2 separate regions of the Gossypium arboreum genome follow, and region 2 is linked to region 1. The links are chromatin contacts, called in public Hi-C maps. All regions are on one chromosome and are shown on one strand. The core of a region is the stretch at or near the end of the contact, and the rest is flanking DNA. Distances in the headings are between cores, read along the strand shown.

Region 1 (6,971 bases), core at 2,135-4,634:
ATGACATGAATAACATACCATCATATTTATCGTCACAATAGTCATCCCAACATGTTTATATTTCATCACATCACAATCCTCTTCACAATTCACAACCATATTTATCACATATTTAGCATAGGTAAAAGAACACTTACACTCGGAATTTAAAGAAGGGGTTTAGGCTATCTCTAAATTCCCAAATACACAACAGATTGCTTACGAGCAGCTATTCCAAAACACTCACCAATTAGGCTTTCGTCGAAAAGCCGAAAGCTTAAAATAGCTTTTCCTTGTCTTTCACCTTGATCGTAGAAGGTTCCAATGATTCCGATGCTCCACACATATTACCACACAATATACACAATCAAAATTTAGCCAAAGACTCACTTAAACCAACAAAAAACGCAAGCCTAAACTATATTCCTCAAGAAACTGAAATTTCAACTAACAAACTTGAAACTCAAATATTTCGGTCTATACTTAATCTTTTTGCCTAAAACGAATTCCATTCATCTAATTATTCACCTATGATTGATTCTCATTTAAACTGCTCAATTCGTGGTATCAAAATTTTTAACATGTTTATGGTAATTTTCACGAAAATTCATCAAGTCCTTAGAAATCCTTAACGAAACTTTAAAGCAAGTTTAGAAACCTTCTAATCATATTAAAAATAATTGAAAAACACTTTGCAATCACGTTTTTATCCACAAACCCGAAATTCACCATTAATGACCCGATTTTTGGCTTTTATCAAGAACATGCATTTTAACAGCTAAAAACTTAGTTTTAAATACTAGATAACATTAAAAACTATAAGGAATTGAATCATTACCTTAGATGAAGAAAATCTATGCGTTTGATCGAAAATTCGAAAAATCCAAAAACTTGACAATGGAGGAACTATGGTATTTTTTTGGTGTTTTTCTTGGCCTTTTATAGAGGTTTAAGGTTTAAAGGTGATAAAAATAAAAAAGGATTAGGAATTTGAGTTCAAAATTGATTGAAATAGCAAGAGAGAATCAAGGGACGGCAACACTGATTTTGGGGAAGAGTTAACGTGAAAAACTGTAAGTGGGAAGAAGAAATAGGTTGGTTTTTTTTTAAATTTTGGTCTAATTCTTCTTAAAAACTCACAAATTTAACTCTTTTACAAATCACTCCTTTTTTTAAAATTAAAGGTATTTAAAACTCATTTTTAAAAATTGATTAAATTTATAAAAACCATAATTACAAACATTACCGATATGTCATGTCACAAAATTCTGAACATACGAAAGCTAAAATTCCTAAAATACCCCTAAAACTCTTAGGCCCTATTTTAGCGTGTGACATACATGCACTTGGGAAATACATAAACCAACAAATTGTATTCCCCTTACCATACATGAACTTGCATATTCAATGTTTGTTTCAAAAGTCACATTATTTCCCCTTGAAGGAACATCCATTTAAGAGCCTTGGTACATGAATTCAGCCATTCATGAATTTGGCAAGAACAATGCACTTGTGTGCAGAACTCAAATGGTCACTTAATGTTTGAAGAAATACATGAATTCTTATTGGCTAAGAAAATGAACGTGCATAAATTTGCATGGGAATACTAACAGTCATAAGCACCTCTTTGTGACTGGTCATATACCTACATACACTAAAAATAGAAACCATTAGCTCATTTGCTAAAATCACAAACAACAAATATCACTAAAACATACAATAGTTAAAACTCAAACACAATATAAATAAAAATATGCATGCTGTGAAATTAAAACATAATAAACATGACACATTAAAGACAACAATCATGTGACATGATATAAATATGATATGGACACACAAAAGTTGTGGAAACTAAATATAATGCAAAGCATAAATTGAAGACACACTTGACACCTCAAGATACAATACATTACTACATGAAGATCATAAATTAAACCAACGAAGTTTTAAACCCAAAAACTAACTGGCTAAGTGATAGGGCGCAAATATTTAATCCAAAGTAACATTTCATCTTAGTGTTGGGCTTCACGCAATAGGCCCAATTATTCTTCCATAATAGTCCAAAACGAATCATGTTTGCAAATGAAAATATATCATTGGTCCACTTATGAGCTCTTTTATTTGAATCTTCACAAGATGTGACGGAGCACATATCATCAAGCAAGCACTATAAAGATATATAAATACCAATGTTTTGATATTAACCAAGTAGCCTGCACCATTTTATATTTACTGACTTTAAGAGTACTAGTAGGTGTCCCAAAGTATAATCTCTCTACCTTGCAGACCACTTAAGACAGTAATCTAGCTCATTCCAGATCATCCTTTACAAATAGACATCAACAATTGACGCCATTAATGGGAATTCTTTGAACAAAAGCCGGACTCTCCCACCAAACAACCCAACTTAACTATCACAAATACCCAAAATCACAAGCCTAGGTCATAAATGTAGACAACTGTCTTTCAACCGCCCATGGTAACTTTCAGCACTAGCCATCCACCCAAACCAGTTAGCACTGGAACGAGTAGTCCAACCCAAACCACTAACCTCCCGATGTAGTACATTTATTACGAGATCCCTTTAGCCTATTTTACTAATTAGGTATAGTCAAGCCACGACAATAGTACTATGAAATGCAATTGCAACCAACCGAGTAATTCTTAGAATGAGCACTTTATTGGTCACATCTAGACCAGCAAATATTAAAATTCTCCATTGATGTTGCCAGTGTCATTAATTGCAAATGCCATGTCATCCATTCCACAACAACTTGATTCTCACTCTAAATGTACCTCGTAATTTAACTCCTTCCCAACACCTTTGATGCAAAACAAAAGATATTGAAGAAGACACAGAAGGAATTGGAGCAAATCCACCGACAAAAAACGTCGCACAACCTTCTAGACAGATCTTATCAGATAGAAGTTCAAACTCCTCTAGAGGGAACAACACACAACCTCTGCTAAGACAACGGACACTCTCCAACCACCATCTAAATGAAGGATAAAGTTTTGTCAACCAAATCCGGTCGATAGCGCAAAATAAGTAGCTGCATTAAAACAAAAGCTATAAAACTCAAGGCAATCCAACGATTGAGTGTTCAAATGTTGCACAGATCGCCCTGCCATTGGTCATAAGACAAATCCATGTATCAACCAAAGTGAAATTATTCCCAAAAATCTACGATGGCTCCACACACGCGACCGACAATCTAAATCATTTCAGGGCTTTCCATAACCTCAAGAATGTTCCCAATTTGATAAGTTTTCCCAACCACGCTCTATGGTCCAACCAAAACATAGTGGCATTCTCTTACCCTTGGGTAAATCGTAAATTCGATCGGTTGAATCAAGACTTTATGACCTGCTTTGGAAATTGCATGGTGACATCCAGAACTTCTTCAAGCTTAATGTCCATCGCTCAAAGTTAAAGACGGTACTTTATACGAGTACATTAGATGATTCCACATCGCAAGAATGAGTCATTCAGGCATTTATATTTGGATTTAGGCATGCGATATGCATTAACAGATGCACAATTGTCTAGGCTCCATCAATTTTATAAGGACTGGAGTAGAAGTAGAACTGGCCAAGAAAAAGATTGAGCAAGCCGACAAAATCCAGTGAAAATACGAACAATCTCATCCAAAGAACGTCGAAGAAAAGAAACGGGGATGGAACTCATCAAACTCAAAAATTTGAACAGTACACTCAACATAATGTGAATCGATATAATATACGCAATAAAGGAAAAAATATTAGTTGTGGAACCACCACCTAAGAAAGAGATTGGAGTCAAAGAAATCCTAAAAAGCGTTATGAGTTCATGACAGGTACAATCAACGTTATAATCGGAGTTTATGAGTAGCGAACACAGCAGATCCAAAAGGAAAAATTGCCTGCAAACTGTGATGAAACTGGATACTTAAAACCCTAAGGAGAAAAGAGATGTAGTCTGTTAGTTCCGACCAAGACGACGAACTATTGATTGATAATGGTTGTGATCCGAATGTTGTTTCTTCAGTCTAATAAACAATGGAAGTGCATTGCTGAAGATGGGTTTTACAAAGTCCGAGCTAATCAACCAATCCTTGTGAAAAGATCGATCGTTGCATACTACTGCTGCTATTATTATTATTAAATGAAATAAAAACAAACTAGTAGAGACAAAATTCTTGACTGAGAAAAATAAGTTATCCACAATGTATTTCTTCTGTGTTTTGGAAGCTTTCGTCTTGTGTATTCTTGAAATTCAATTTATTAGCATAAGAGCTATAGACAAAAGATATTTGCCAGCCCAAGCTTGTCATTCATTCATTCCTTCATTTAGCACCCACTGCTCAATATTATGTCCGTTAAAATATATTATGTTAAAAACTTCTCATCTCCTAACTTCTTTCCCAAAAATATTTTTAATAAGATTCATAGAGAAAAAAAAAAAAAAGTACATCCTCTCATCTCATTTCATCTTCTCTATTCTTACCTCTCCGGTCTCCAGCATAACAAATATAGGTCACTGTTGATCAGAATTTTGTGGTCCCCCACCTGCTCGTCCACCACGCGCACTGCGCCCCCTAGCACCTCGAGCACGCACTGCAACCCTTCCACGACCTCTACCTGAAGTAGTAGAACCCAGTACTCCTGCCTGTCTTAACATTGCTCTTTCTCTGGCTCTCTCTTGAAGATTTACCAGCGTTGAGGTTGCACTACCTCCACTCCCGCTCCCAGTCCCACTTATGGGAGACATCTGCTTCACATCCTCTGCTTCTGCTGCTGCTGCACCGCTTGAACTACCTACGTTTTTTGAGACCTCACCCTCAGGTGTACCACTTGTTGTGCCACTCTCATTAGTGCCAGAGGTAGCAACGGCAGCGGCAGCGGCTTCAGGCATTGGATCCGTCTCCACTACACTCTGCTCATTACCATCATTCAACTTTTCAGATCCTTCGGCAACAGTCTCTTCACCTATATAACCTTCCTCATTCTTCTCATCATTTACAGCATCAGGAGAGTTATCACCTTCTGCTGTGGTAACTAGAGCTTCATCATCAACCCCTGAAGGTGAAGCCAGAGGAGATGAAACTAGCTCTGCCTGACCATCGCCAAACTCGGAGGATCCCACCACATTGTGCGCATCATTACCTCCTTCAGTATCTGCTGCTACCTCAGGGACCAGCTCTCCTTCTTCTCTCTCACTCTCAGTTTCTAGCACGGGCTGTAGATTATCTTGCTCAGCTGGATTCTTTGAATCTTCATCAGCTACCACCTCGTTTCCACTTGGTTTATCCAAGATCTCATCCGATATATTGTTCTTATTTTCCTGCAATCCAACCTCATTCATGCCATCTACCTGGGGTTCTTTTGACTCTTCAAGATTTTCCTCCATTGTGTAAGCCTCTTCCTTCTCAACATCAACAAGCTCCTCATTTGAACCTTGAGTTACATCACCAACATTATCATAAGCTTCGTCTGTTACTTGTGGACAACCAACATTTTCTGAGAGTGCAGCAAATTGACCTTCAGCAGCCTCTTGTCCAGAATCTGGACCCTTTGATTTCTTAAGAGCAGGTACAACCACATCCGTGCTGGTCTCCCCGGGAACTGGCAAATCCTCACTCAACTCAGATGTAGCAGAAGCCAGACGTTTGCGAACTGATTGTTGGTTTTGTGAAGTGAGAGTTCCTTGAGCATCAACATCGTGTGATGTAGCTTCTGACATCTCCACATCACCCTGTGGCTCTTCAGGTTTGACAAAACGTGGGCGAACAAGCCTCCTCCCTGTTTTACGAGTGTCAGTATTGGTTTTAGGTAAAATAGATCTCCTATCTTCAGATGTTTTGGCCAGTTGCTGGTGACTTGTTACAGGAACTGTTGAGGATGCAATAACGGGACCCTGATCCGAAACTACTGTGCCTGAAACTGAAATGAGGTTATCACACCAAGGGAAGAAAAAGAAAGAAGAAAAGAAGCCACAATTCTCAGAAAAGTCACCTGTTAAGACTGGTGTAGAATTGTCAACTGCAGGAACATCTCCAGATATGGAGCCAGTTCCAAGCTCATTTAGAATTGAACGTGCTACTTTCTCAAAATCTTCTGCAGCAGATAGATATGATGAAGCATGATCATCAGAGATGGTGCCAGAAAGAAGATGAACCACTGAGGTACCCTGGAAAAGTTAAATCCAGCAAGATATCAGTTACTATTTACAATATCAATGCTCAAAAGTACTTAATACAAGCAGGCCTGAAAAAGATAGTATTTGTCCCCCTTTCTTGTTCAAAACTAACTTCAATATATGTAAACACTAATCATACATAACTGCTAAAATCATAGGAAAGGCTGCTTGTGCCTTTTCATTCAAAGCAAGACTGAAGCCCCAAGTCCCTCTCAAGAATCAATTAGTGTTTCCAGTCAAGAACCTCTATCTTCTTTTAAAAGCGATTAACAAACTGACAGTCAGGAGCATATAATAATAAACAATAAATAAATCTCTAATTTGGCATTAATAAAAAAGGGAGAAAAGGGGGAAGAAGTTATCGTTCTGACAAAAGGTTTTTCACTTTGTGTTCCCTTTTATTTTTTTCAAGTGTTACGAAATAAAAGAAGTTAGTGTGATTTTGAAAGCAATTTATTTGATCCTTCGCTATACACGGAGTATGACTGATAGAAGGAACCAGACCCTTTGCTCACCAAAACACATTAAGAAAACTAATAAATTGATAAACCTCACAACTTCTTTTACCTGAGGAAGATTTCCCTCAGCATGTTTGAGCTTTTCTAGTTCTTCTGAGATTCGCTTCACCGAGAGTTGATACTTCTCAAGCTCACCTAAAACGGTTGTCTTTCCCTGTAAAATATTAAGAGAGAAACAAACATAAACAAGACCGAAGTTAAGGGTGAAATTCACAGCACAATACTTTGTTCTGCTTGGGGGTATAATTGAGCAGAAACGGTACATATCTCAGCTTGAACTTTAAAGAGATTTT
Region 2 (6,971 bases), core at 2,933-5,432, 130 kb before region 1:
CTTGTTCCCAGACGCATGGTTCCTCCCATATGAGTTTTTGAACCCTATGAAGTAAACCAGAACATATCTCTTCATGAAATAAGACCAATCAAGGCAATTTTCTTTTTGGCTAGAATAATAAAAGGCCCTTGAACTTTTACCACTTTATCTAGATAAGCCCTTATTTTTTTATTACACTCAAATAAGTCCTTAACCCTTCAATTGTATCCAAATAAGTCTCCAACCTTTGATTTATACCTACATAAACCCTTAACATAAATTAACATTTCATTTGAGATAAGGTCTTACTCAGGTAGAAATTAAAGGAGAAAGACTTATTTGGATACAATAAATACATAAGGGCTTAAAAGAAAAGTAAAATAATTGATGGATTGTTTAGTATTTTGTCTTTTTGTCAAAGATTATATACCTCTGGCATAAATATGACACAAGGATTTGATGTTTTAGGATCAAATTCTATACTGTTTGCATTATGCAAACCTAAAACAGAACGTGCATATTCTATGACTGCTATCTGCATTCCGAGGCAAATGCCCAGGAAAGGAACATTGCTTTCACGAGCATACTTTGCAGCAAGAATCTTCCCTTGCACTCCCCTATCACCAAAACCACCAGGAACTAAGATACCATCAGCACCCTGTAATTAGAGACCTTTTAGAGGATCTTCTCAAGGAAATATCTATGAAACAAGGAAAGATGAAGAATCTGAAACCAAAAAGAAAATATATCATGGAGTGGAGAAAGAAAAGAACCTTCAAATGGTTCCATGCTGCTTTGAAAGTGTTAGGATCCTGTAAAGAGTAAATTATTGTCATTGTAAGTATACATGTACTACATTAAGTGGGGCAATATTTTCTTTAACAGAAAATATGCACAATTCTCCATCAAACCAGTGCAGCAAAAATTTACAATCAAGACTCACCTCTTCAGCAGTAATATCTTCTAGATGGCTTGCTTCAACCCACTCCACAACAAGCTTCTTGCGATGGTGAACTGATGCATGCAAAAGTGCCTACAGCAATAAACCCGTTAATTAGAAACCATTTGTATCACATGCATATTACCTGCACTCATCTTTGGTCTAACTGGAGATTCGGTAGTGGATGTTGTAAGACTAGAGTTCTAACTGAAGTTAGTTCAAAGATGCTAAACAAGAACTTGGAGAACTTGATGGAAAATATTGTAGGCTATAGAAAATAACAGGCTTCCCCACAAAAGTTTCACACTTTTGAAAGCCAAACACCTTGCATCTACTTTTGCAGTAGAAAAGCTCTTCCAGATATTACATCAAACAACCACTTATATCTCATAGAAGGTTTCATATGAGAGGAAAGAGTTTTCTTGGGAATGAAGGCAGGGATTACATGGTGCACAAGTAGCTAATGTAAACACAGCATTAACTATATAGAAATGACTTAGTGAAGAAGGTAAATGATAATGATGATGATGATAGATATAGCTTTTCATAACTTTTAGAACTAATGAAGGTTTCACCTTTAAAACGGATAAATAAGAATCTGTAAGCCCAACATATTTTCCAACCATGGCAATTTTAACCTGCAATGTAAATGACAGCAAATAACATTATGATTCCACCATGAGCAAATAAATACAACTCATAATTTACGGTTGCTTGAGACCCACAGGATCATGAAGCATGTCATAATTTTTGGTCCTAGCAGTCCACTCTGTTAAGTCAGGTTCCCTTGCAATCCTGCAATTCATAGAAACGCAAATATAAATGCCCGGAAAACCACAGCCAGATGCTGCAGCATAAAAAATTACTCCCATCACAGCAAAGATATAAAGAGAAAACAAAGGGAGAGGAGATTGATCATGCAACAGAAAAAGCAGAAAGAAGAGAGGAGGAGTGGATATATGGTTCAAAGGCAGACCCTAGAAGGTTCAGTCCTTTCAAGATTGCTTCATGTGCTTTTTGATCCTACTCATCATCAGAAAAAATATATATATAAATAACAAAAGGACATTCTGCAGTCAAGTTGTGTTTGAGAAGTTAAACAACAATAAACTCAACAAAAAACTGTTCTAAAAAAACTTACTCTCAATAGTAAAGGTATGTGCCAGATATTTGGAACATCATAAAGAGTGACAATATTTTCTGCCTGGAAAAAAGTCATTTTTCATAATAACAGTAATTACTGATTTTAGAAATGTGAAAGACAAATAGCATTCGTACTGTATTACCGGCACATGGCAAAACTGAGAGAGTTTTTCCTTGACATTGTCATCAAGTGCCTATGGGGAAAAAAAGAAAAAGGTTAGTGAAAATTAATAAGAAATGCAAAACCAGCACCAGCGCATACATTTGAATAATAGAAATGACAGTTAAACCTTTGTACTGCGGCAAGCAAGAATATTTGGGGTCAAGCCAAGTCCTCTAAGTCCCCGAACACTATGCTGGGTAGGCTTTGTTTTCTATTATTTTCAATTTGTCATAAAGATAATTAGAAATAGCGACAAATCAAGCTTATAAGTTGATTAAATGCATCAAGCTTCAGAACATGATCTATAATCTATATACAATTTACAAAATTTGATGTATAAACAGATACACAGTCTCTAGGCATACCTGCTCACCGACAACACTGAGAACAGGCACAAGGCTGACATGAACCAAACAAAAATTTCCAGTGCCTAAAATAAGAAATATAAAGTGAAATTATGATCATACCAGTTGAACATCTGAGAGAAAATAACATTCAAAATTCAGATAAGGAAGAAGGACATTATTCTTACCTACACGGTATGAGAATTGACCAAGGGCTTCAATAAATGGCATAGATTCAATATCCCCTGGATAAAGAAAAGTGGTAAATAAGGAAAAAAAATAAGAACAAGAATTGCAGCAAACAGACATCAATGAAGTGAATGTACCTATAGTTCCACCCAATTCAATGACACAAACATCAGCAGGACCTTCCTTTCCATCGACTGGTATCATTGCCGCACGTTCTATCCACTCTTGGATTTCATCTGTAATGTGAGGAACAACCTACAGCAGACAAGAGACTTAAATTAGGAAATCATAAGGTAGCAATGCATAGGAGATTTTGTTGATAAAAGAGTGGAAAGCTTAAAAACGGACCTGCACAGTCTTGCCAAGATAATCTCCCTTTCTCTCCTTGTCAATAATAGACTGTGAAAAACAGAAGGAGCATGGTGATTGAAGAGAGAGTTTTTGAATTGGAATGGAAGAAAGAAGAAAGGAACGCGAAGAGACCTGGTAAATCTTTCCCGTTGTTATATTATTCTCACGCGTTAATGTGATGTCTAGAAAGCGCTCATAGTTTCCAAGGTCGAGGTCCACCTTAAATCAAATGTACGATATCATCATCATCAAGGTTCGATCGAACATGGATGTAAAAATAAATAGGAGAAAAAAAATAACCTCGCCGCCATCATCAAGGACAAACACCTCTCCATGCTCAAAAGGAGACATTGTACCGGCATCGGTGTTAAGATAAGGATCTGCAGATGACCATATTATTATAACGTGAAAAAAAAGAAATGAGTGAAACCATCGGAATTGCAGAAGAAGAAAAAGAAAATACCAATCTTAATGGAAGTGACACGAAGGCCGCATGATTTGAGAAGAAGGCCGATGCTACTGGCAGTTACCCCTTTCCCAAGGCCGCTCACTACACCTCCTGTAACCAGCACGTACTTCATTTTCTTCTCTCTTTGTAGCACCAGCAGCTATAACAAATGAAATGAAAATAGAGGAGAATCAAAGGAAGATACTTATAAAATATCCAGCCAGCCAACCAACCGAAGCTTTGCTCTTCTTATAATACCAAAGCAAAGCATTACGCGAAAAGGGGGGGAAAAAAAAAAAAACACAGACCTCTCCTCTCCTCTCGTCTGCTGGTTCTCAATGGTAAACGCACTTTACAAAATAAAGTAAAAAAGGCTTTGTTTTCCCAAGAATCAGAAGCAGAATGAGAATGTCAAATGCGGCAATGCATGGAATTGAAACTAAAAACCAAAATCAGAGATAAATATAAATAATAATGTATGTAGTGGTAATACACCCTTTCTCCCTCTCTCCCTCTTTGCTTTTTCAAGTTCAAGGCGGCGGGTGAATGAGTGAATGAAGGAAACAAACTATACCCAAAACCCACGACCTTACCCTTTTTATTTCTTTTTTTTTTTTAATACACCTAAACAATAAAATAAATAAACATAAACAAAAATCATGCTTTTCCTTTTAAATTTATCCAAGAGTTAAAGGTCACTTCAATCTGAAGTCAACAATTCAATATTATCAAGTTTAAATTTGGTTTAATTTGAAATTTTATTAATGTTTTTATTTAGATTATTGAAATATTTTTACTATTAAAAGAATAAATTTTATCCAAATAAAAATAGATTGAGTATATTTAAATTCGATTAGTATAAATATTATTATCAAGAAGATGTAAGTTCGAGTGCACTTAAACACAATATCTTTTATTTATAAATTAAAAAAGATTATAAATAATTTAAAATACATCAAAACTTATAACTAAATTACTAAAAATAGGTAATTTGGATCCACCAAACTTAACCTAATTGAGCTTATAAAGGATATAATTTTTTCCTAATCCCGTGACCAACTTCTTAAACACCCTACCTATAACATCCACCTATGTCTTACCTCTAAACCTATTGAAGAGCTAGGTTAGGTATATATATATATATATATATATATATATAACCTATCTTGTTTCATTTAGGTTGAAAAGGTGGGTTGAGTTGAGAATTGATAAAAAAAATTTAGTTGAATTTAACTTGGATTTATTTATTCATAGATTGAGTTTTCAAAATTATTATATGTAATATTTGAATAAAATTTTGAATAATAAAATTAATTTATATAAATTTAAGGGAAGATTTTACTTGTATCAAAGTAAATTTAAAGGTTTTGTCAATTAAGTTTTAGTTCAATTAGCATAGGTATTGTTGCCAATGCAGGAATATATGGGTTCGAGTGCGCTAAATCATATTATCTTTCTATTTCTGTGTTAGGAAAGGGTTATGAGTAATTTTAAACATTATGTCACAAAAATAATATAATCAGAATCTATAATGAGATTGTTCAAAAAAATTAAAGAAATTTTACATATTTTCATATATTTTTGTACTATTAATATTTTAATGATTTAACATATATATTTTATACTCTATTCAGATAGATAATGTATGTCAAATTTGACATAAATTAAAATTCTAACGATTTGTTTTATGTATAAAACTTTCAATTATTCAATAAATAGTAACATGTACAATATTTAGATCGATATAATAGAGATATCGAATCAATTCAAAATTTACATGCATAATGTGTATAATTATATTGATAAACTCAACTACAAAAACATACAAAAAAAAAAAGAGTAAAATTACCTTAATTCTAAATTAATATAAGTGATTCCTCTCCTAAATTTAATTATAAAAATGCATTAGTAAAATATTTTAATAATAAATGAGATGATTGGAATGAAATTAGCATTTAATCAAGTGTACCACATCCTCTTTATTATATTTTTAACTTCAAAAACAAGTATTCATGGATAAAGTTTTAAAATAAAAGTATCAATAAATGTTTATCAGAATTCAAATTGGTTTAATAATTTAAGTCCCAAATCAATAACCCTCCATAAAAGCTGTCCCTAAATGAAAGAATGAGAAAATTGAAAGTATGGTTAAAGCAATGGTTTAACTAATATAAGAGACACTAATTATGTCATTTTAATCAGACGGTTGAGAAGGAATTTCTTTTATAACCATAAATGCTACTCATCTATTTTATTTTCTAAGGTTAATATTGATATTTAGATAAAATTCTTTTAACAATAATAATTTTAAAATTTAAATTTGGTTCAAATGTTCGGGTAAAAGTTCATTTATACTCCTTCCAATCACTTATTAGATAAGAGATAAAGTTAATTTTTTAGATTTTCATTAGTTTATATATTTGTGTAGTATTAATTTTCGTTTTGGAGATATTATTTGTGTTAATTATTTTTAATGCGCTACTTATATTTGTCAAAACTTATATATTTTGGTATTTAAGAGTAACAATGTTAACTTCTTTTAGTCTTTATTTTGGGTCTTATGATTAATGAAAGTTTATCGCTAAATTATTTAGGTCTGAATTTTTGATGATCTTATTAATAGAATAAATTTAATGTTAATTGTGAATTTGTTTAATTTGCCAAATATAGTCCAATGGATGTGATTTAATTGAGTTTTAGGGTTGATTTGATTATGTTAATTGATATTATTATTAGCTAATTATGACTTTTCATCAAATCAACTCTAAAACTCGAATTAAACACTAAAAAGTTAACGTTATTGTCTTCAGGTACTAAAATGTATATATTTTGTCAAATACAAGTACCACATTAGACTAACAAATAACACAAATACCATATTAAAATAGTTTCAAACTAAAGTACCAAATTATACATTAAGCCTATTTTTATACATTAATAATTCATTACAAGTAGATTGTTCAATATTTACTAGAAATCCTATCACGTGCATGTGTGTGCAAACCACAAATTTAGAACACAAATGTGTGTTTAAAAATAACATATAATAAACAATGAAACATATAGTTTAAAACTAATTATTAATAACATATGAAATATATACAATGTTAAAATGAAAAAATTTAGATTAAAATTATTTATCATGGTATTGTTATCAATCTTTAATTAGTTTCGAGTTAACTTGTGGCACCAACTCAATCAAATACATTAATATATATATATATATATATATATATATATAATTGATGAAGGTAATAAAGTATGCATAATGAAAATTGATATGTATAAAAAGATCAAAACAAAGTTTTAGTTGAGTGGTAAATCAAAGATTTTACTAATGCAATTGGTTCGGGTTGGTGTCGTTATCAGTCTTTAGTCGGTGTCAATTAACTTGTGACACCAACTCAATCAAAT

Evidence for each region. Hi-C and Micro-C count contacts between places; a contact is called where the count stands out from the background.
Region 2: a contact with region 1 is called in a Hi-C map of leaf, with 4 times the contacts expected there. The contact joins the promoter of LOC108483532 here to the enhancer-like site in region 1. A contact is called at or near these places in 3 of 5 Hi-C or Micro-C datasets (all in leaf).

What each region holds. Positions count from the first base shown.
Region 1 is chr1:103,441,639-103,448,609 of ASM2569848v2, reverse strand. LOC108482575 (nuclear-pore anchor) reads right to left here. Exons shown (of 48, transcript XM_053029841.1): 46 at 6,728-6,832; 47 at 5,977-6,151; 48 at 4,242-5,898. The coding sequence ends at 4,499. Among protein-coding and RNA genes, the nearest start is that of LOC108481619, 7.4 kb to the left of the region's middle. Within about 2 kb of position 3,384, at least 2 of the 2 cell types and tissues checked have an H3K27ac peak or open chromatin away from gene starts, as enhancers often do. A contact at or near this core is called in leaf, where this site is marked.
Region 2 is chr1:103,577,427-103,584,397 of ASM2569848v2, reverse strand. LOC108483532 reads right to left here and starts at 4,182. Exons shown (of 22, transcript XM_017786982.2): 1 at 3,866-4,182; 2 at 3,573-3,717; 3 at 3,410-3,489; 4 at 3,242-3,328; 5 at 3,107-3,157; 6 at 2,896-3,013; 7 at 2,758-2,814; 8 at 2,591-2,655; 9 at 2,353-2,436; 10 at 2,206-2,256; 11 at 2,061-2,123; 12 at 1,896-1,942; 13 at 1,645-1,714; 14 at 1,495-1,557; 4 more. The coding sequence starts at 3,690.